Linked DNA regions of Urocitellus parryii: region 1 is linked to region 2. A link is a contact called in public Hi-C data. All regions are on one chromosome and are shown on one strand. Each heading gives the region's core, a stretch centred on a gene start, on an enhancer-like site or on the middle of the called end of the contact. The rest is flanking DNA. Distances are from core to core; before and after follow the strand shown. Region 1 holds the start of Rpl27a (ribosomal protein L27a). Region 2 holds the start of Tmem9b (TMEM9 domain family member B).

Region 1 (2,700 bases), core at 132-2,631, 250 kb after region 2:
GCATTTACTCGTGTCTGTTCACTAACCAATGTCCACAATTTATCAAGGTTGACAGTTGGGCAGAAACTCTGGTTCCTCTTTAAGTGGTAATGCCTCATACCAACTTTCCCAAAGTAACCTGGGTGACTGGGAAAGAAATGACCAAACCATCTTCATTAAAAAGCTACATTTGATAGTATTCTGTAGAAAAATCTACACTTTTCTAATAGAGGTCCCCTAGAGATACAGTCAAATACATCATCCCCTAACCCATGGATACAAGTGAATCTAATGTCACTAACCTGGTGACTAGCTGTGCCATGAAGCCCACAGCCAGTGAATAAGGTCAGCGGTTATTTTTCGAGGACTCTAGCACACTAAGGCAACAGCCAATACCCAAGCGTGACTCTAGCCTCGATGATGGTTTCTCAGTTCACAACATCAAAAGTTAACTCGGCAAAGCCAGTAATAGACAAGGTTTTTAAGAGGCCAACTTCCACCGATGTTCTAGGCTGGCTTTATATACTGTGTAAAAACAATATCAAGAAACACTCACTATTTGTCGAAGTTAATCCTGTGGTGATGCATGCCACCAGCATTACCCCGGCCTCCTGGGTGCTTCCGGTGCTTGCCTGCAGGAATATAAAGCTACAGGATTCACATAACCTTTCCCAACCCCTCAATCCCGTTTAGCCAAGCGGAGAACTTCCCCACTTCTGCGCCGCTCACGCTGTTTCCTATCTACAAACATTCTCTAAAACTGGAATACCAGAAGATCCTTAAATAGGGGGAGAAAAAAAGTGAACATCTGTTCAATTCAATCCCTACTCAACCGCAAAAGTCTTACTTCTACGCTACGTTAGTTTCTAAGCCGAGCAGGAGAAACTTACCGATGCGGCCGTGGCCATGGCTCACGTGTCCCCGAAGTTTCCGGGTCTTCCTCAGTCTGGATGGCTGCGTGGGAAAAGGAGCTTATTGATCAAGCCTAAATAAGAAGGGTTGGGAATAATGCTTGCCAGCTTGAGACAAGCCTGCAGAACTGGGAACAAGGGCCTGAGTTCTGGCGCATTCGGCAAGGATGAGGTTACTGGCTGGCCCGACGGTTTCATCAGGGCGGCGCCAGGGCGCTCCGGCCCTCGTGTCTCAAAGATCCGAACCCTGGGCCTAGCACGCTGCACCAGGATCCCCGCCCCGGGTCCGCGACAGCCATACTGCCCTAAGGCCTGCCACGCGCAATCTGGAAAACCGGGTTATGTGGCTGGGAGGCAAAGTGAGCAGAGCTCCGCGTGTCTGGCCGCAGGAAAGCGGAGGCCAAAAAAGAAACACCTACCATGTCGGCGGCTAAGACGAAAAAGGAAGGCCTCAGCGAAGTCTCGCGAGGTATCGAAAGTAGGGGGCGGGACCAATTGCCTCACTTCCGGCAAGGAGGCGGGCCTCGGGCGGGACCTCATTGGTCTCGCGGGTTTCTGACTCACGCCGGTAGCATCCTCTTTCTGAGGCTAGTTCTGTTCACAGTGAAGTGCTGGTGGTCTGAGCGGGGAACTCTTCTTGGTGCCGCCCGTTGCATCTGGCTCGGATGCTGAAAACTGTAGAGGAATCTAGGGCTTGGGGTGCTTTACCGCTGCGACCAAGGTGAGCCAGGCCATTTCCTGGCGCCCAGGCCCGGGTACCGCCTAGGCTGACAGGGAGGACCTCTTTATCTCTCGGTGCCTGGCCAAAAGCCCCAGCCTTGAGCCCCTCCCCGGCTCTTAACGTTCTGCTCAGACCTGGTGGTTGGTGGCTTCCTCGGCCGCAGTGTGGAGCCCGAGGCGCCGTCTAGCCTTCAGTGTGCTCACCTGTTCGCAGCTCTTGGGAGTTGCTTCTGCAGAGCCTCCACCGCCTCAGGGACTTGCCGGCCATCCTTCTGAGTGGCCGCTTGCCCCACTTACTTTGCCCTTCTGCTGTCGTCACCGAAGTCACCTCAAGTTTAAACAACCACTATGCTTTGGGGATCCAGACATTGTAAATGCTTTTTCTAAACGCCACATGTGAATTTTTTCTGGAACCTGGTTGGGATGCCCCCGACTCCTTCCTCTTCTGAATTAGATAACCCCCGTTCAACCTGCATCCTATGCAAGCATTTCCTTTGTGAAACTTCTACCAGTTATCAAAGCTGCTCACGTGTACTGCCACACAATTTAGTACATAGCTCTTATATAATTATTAAATATATATATAAAAAAATATATATATATATTTATTTTATTTAACCTTCGTTTATTTTTTTATGTAGTGCTGAGGATCGAACCCAGCGCCTCACACAGTGCTGGTCAAGCGCTCTACCACTGACCTACAACTCCAGACCCTCTTTTTCTTTTTTTCTTTTTTTGAAACAGGGTTACACTAAGTTGCTTAGGGCCTTGGTAAATTGCTGAGGTAGCTTCAAATTTGCAATGCTTCTGCCTCAGCTTCCTGAATCACTGGTGTTACAGGCATGATGCACCACCATGCTGAGTTTAATTGTCCACCATTTAAATGCCGAGATTCCTCAGCCTTCTGTCCTTTTCCAACTTACCTTTTCACAGTACTTGGTCACCTCATGTGACTTCAATTCACATTTCTGTTGCTGTGCTCTACACCCATACATTCACTTAATTACTGGTTAGCATCCCTTGGATTCTACAGATAAACATATCCAAGGAACTCACTCTTCCTTGCTCACTAGTGCTTCTTTCTTTCTTT
Region 2 (2,972 bases), core at 440-2,939:
ATTTGATGTTTCTCCACTAAAAAGATGGAAGCCAGATGGGCATGGTGGAGAGAAGCCTGGGCAATACAAGAAACCCCCATCTCAAACACACACACAACAGATGAAACCCCTCAGATGGAGGCAGTAAGGTATATATCCTGTAAGCCTCTGTACCCCTATCAAGGCATTGAAAACAATTTTTAAGGAAGAAGTCTTATGAGGTTTCAGCAGAGTGAGCACTCCATTATTTAGATACCAGTCCTAGACAACTCTAAACTGATGCCAAATTTGCAGCTGAATCAGCTTTTAGCAATCAGATCCACAGTGCCTCACCATTACATCTAACCCAGGCTGTCTCCAGATTTTCTCTGGCCAGCAAAAACCCCACTGCAAAGACTTGAGAGTTCACCAGTGTGACAGTATCTTCACAGGAAATTGGTAAGAAAGCAACTAGCTCAGCTGATCTGGCTCTGATTGGGGTTTGGTGTCATTTGCCTTTTGGGATCCAAAATGGCTAAATACATGTGGTGCAGTAACAGAAAGCTTGTGTTGGAGTCTGGCCTAGAAGCAACAAGAATCACATGGGAGGAAAAATATTTAGAAAATTTTACCTGTTGAAACATTTTCACAAACTAGAAAGGACCACTTTTTAAAAAATTTTTTCTAATTAGTTATACATGACAGTAGAATGTATTTTAACACATTGTACGCAAATGGAGCACAACTTCTCATTCCTGTGGCTATACATGGTGCAGAATCACACCAGTAGTGTAATCATATGTATATATAGGGTAATAATGTCTGTCTCTTTCTACTGTCCTTCCCATCCCCACAGCCCCAACTCTCCTCTCACTCCCCTCTGCACAATCCAAAGTTGCTTCATTCTTCCCTACCCATCCCATGGATCATCATCCACTTACCAGAGAAAACATTCAGCCTTTGTTTTTTGGGGGGCGATTGGCTTATTTCACTTAGCATGATATTCTCTAATGAAAGGACCACTTTTAAAATCTATTTAGAGAGAGAGAGAAAAAAAAACACGGGGTATCACAGGAACAGATTTTGAAATTCATAGTTCAATTCCCTTAGGATGAGCAAAAAACCAAAGACCCAGAAAAGGGAAGTGATTTGCCCAATGTCATTCAGCAAATCCATAAAGGTTGTGATGAATCCTTCATTCCTTCCACTACCTCGTCAGTCTCCATTAACTGAAAAATATTTTTAAATATTTATTTTTTAGAAGTAGTTGGACACAATACCTTTGTTTTATTTTTATGTGGTGCTAAGGACTGAACCCAGGGCCTCGCGCGTGCTAAACCATCGCTCTACCGCTGAGCCACAATTCCAGTCCCCTGAAAAATATTTTAATGGGAGACCCTGTGCCGCCTCTAGGGTGCTTCTAAAATATCTGCTGAGGATGATGTGCCCTGAGGAACTGGGTCAGCACTATCCCATCTCGGACTTAGCGGTCAGACGCCAAGGATAGGCAAGTCCTCACCGGTGCGCAGCGCCCGGATTCCCCACCTCCTTGGAATCCTGGGCGGAGGATGCTGCTACCCAGCCCAGCCCTGCCGCTGTGACCCACTTCCTAAATGCAGGCTGGACCAAGGCGGTCAGCCAGAAGCGGAGGCCACACCCACCAGGGCGGCTAACAAAGGCTGTTAGAAACCTGGCAGGCAGTTGTGTCCCGGAGGCTCCCGAGAGGCAGGTTAGTACCCAAAGTGCAGGAGACGACTCCTTAACATTCCGACTGGGGTGGGCTTCCGGGAAAAGAATGCTCGGCCCAGACCCAGCCTGGTTTCCGCGCTTGGCACCCGGCAGGCCGCGCCAGCCAGAATGAGCCTCTGCCCCAGCAATTCCTGGAGCTTCGGCTCACCCCGGCCTCCCCTGGATGGCAACGAAGGCTCCGACCCCGCACCCCCTAGGACACTGGAGCTTAATGGGGTCTCCCTGAGTAAAAGAACTTTCCAGCGCACCGGCAGCTCGACCAGCCCCCGCTGCTTCTGCTCCCAGGAAGATGTCCGAGCGCCCAGACTGCAACCCCAGCGCGAACCCTTTCCGTCCGGGGACAGAGCATTGGCCCACCCCGCGTGGAGTTCGTACAGCCTCCGGGCCTTTCCGCACAGGGAACAGTTTCCGGGGCGGATGCATTTTACAGCTGACCCGGCGCGGCTGATGACGTGAAGTCCCAGACGGAAGTGCGGCGCAGGATCCCGAGCCGGATTCCGAGCCGGGAGTAGGTCTCCGGCCTCCGGGCTGCCGGCTGGCTGGGCGGCGGTGATGGCGACTCTGTGGGGAGGTCTCCTTCGACTTGGTTCCATGCTCAGCCTGTCCTGCCTGGCGCTCTCCGTACTGCTGCTGGTACAGCTGACAGACGCCGCCAAGGTGAGTCCCGCCCAGCCTTCGCTCCTGACAGGAGCTCCTCCCTTACCTCTGGCCTTGCGGAAACTGGATCTGCCTACCTGTTCTCTACCCGAGCCCTCCCCCAGCCCTGACAGCCATGCTCCTAGCTTCACAGCCCTTGCAGCACTCACCCTTACTCTTTACTGCCCGGTAGCACTCCTGCCCTCAGTCCTGACAGCCTGGCAATCGCCGCCCCCACACCCAGTCCTGACAGCTACTCTTCCACGTTTTGACATTTCCCTCCCCAGCCCAGACAGCGTCCATTACAACCTTTCCAAGAATCTTTAACTCTCCACCTGCTCTGATACCTTACCCCCTACCCTCCACCAGCCTCAGAACCCCTCCCCCGTGTTCTCCAAACCAAATGATAGGAAGCCCCTCCCTTACAGAAGTTTTTCCTATTAGGAACTAACTCCCCTGAACCCATTCCTAAACAGATTCCCTTCCTATCATGGAAACTAATCTTTCCTGGTAGACTCCCTTAGTAGCAGGACCAACAGAGTATCTCTCACCAGCTTAATAGTCTCATCTCTCCCTCTCAAGGACCTCTTTGCTTCTTTCTTGCCTTCTCTCTTTCTTATAATTTAGTG

The links. A called contact is a pair of places that touch in the nucleus more often than the background predicts.
Region 1: a Hi-C map of liver shows a contact between it and region 2, with 4 times the contacts expected there. The contact joins the promoter of Rpl27a here to the promoter of Tmem9b in region 2. A contact is called at or near these places in 2 of 2 Hi-C or Micro-C datasets (liver and muscle).

Annotation. Positions count from the first base shown.
Region 1 is chr4:54,471,006-54,473,705 of mUroPar1.hap1, forward strand. It overlaps Rpl27a (ribosomal protein L27a), which reads right to left and starts at 1,382. Exons shown (of 5, transcript XM_026409594.2): 1 at 1,310-1,382; 2 at 870-933; 3 at 536-611; 4 at 1-126. The coding sequence starts at 1,312. LOC113197340 (small nucleolar RNA SNORA3/SNORA45 family) reads right to left here and starts at 398; the gene lies at 269-398.
Region 2 is chr4:54,220,039-54,223,010 of mUroPar1.hap1, forward strand. It overlaps Tmem9b (TMEM9 domain family member B), which reads left to right and starts at 1,690. Exons shown (of 5, transcript XM_026409561.2): 1 at 1,690-2,364. The coding sequence starts at 2,260.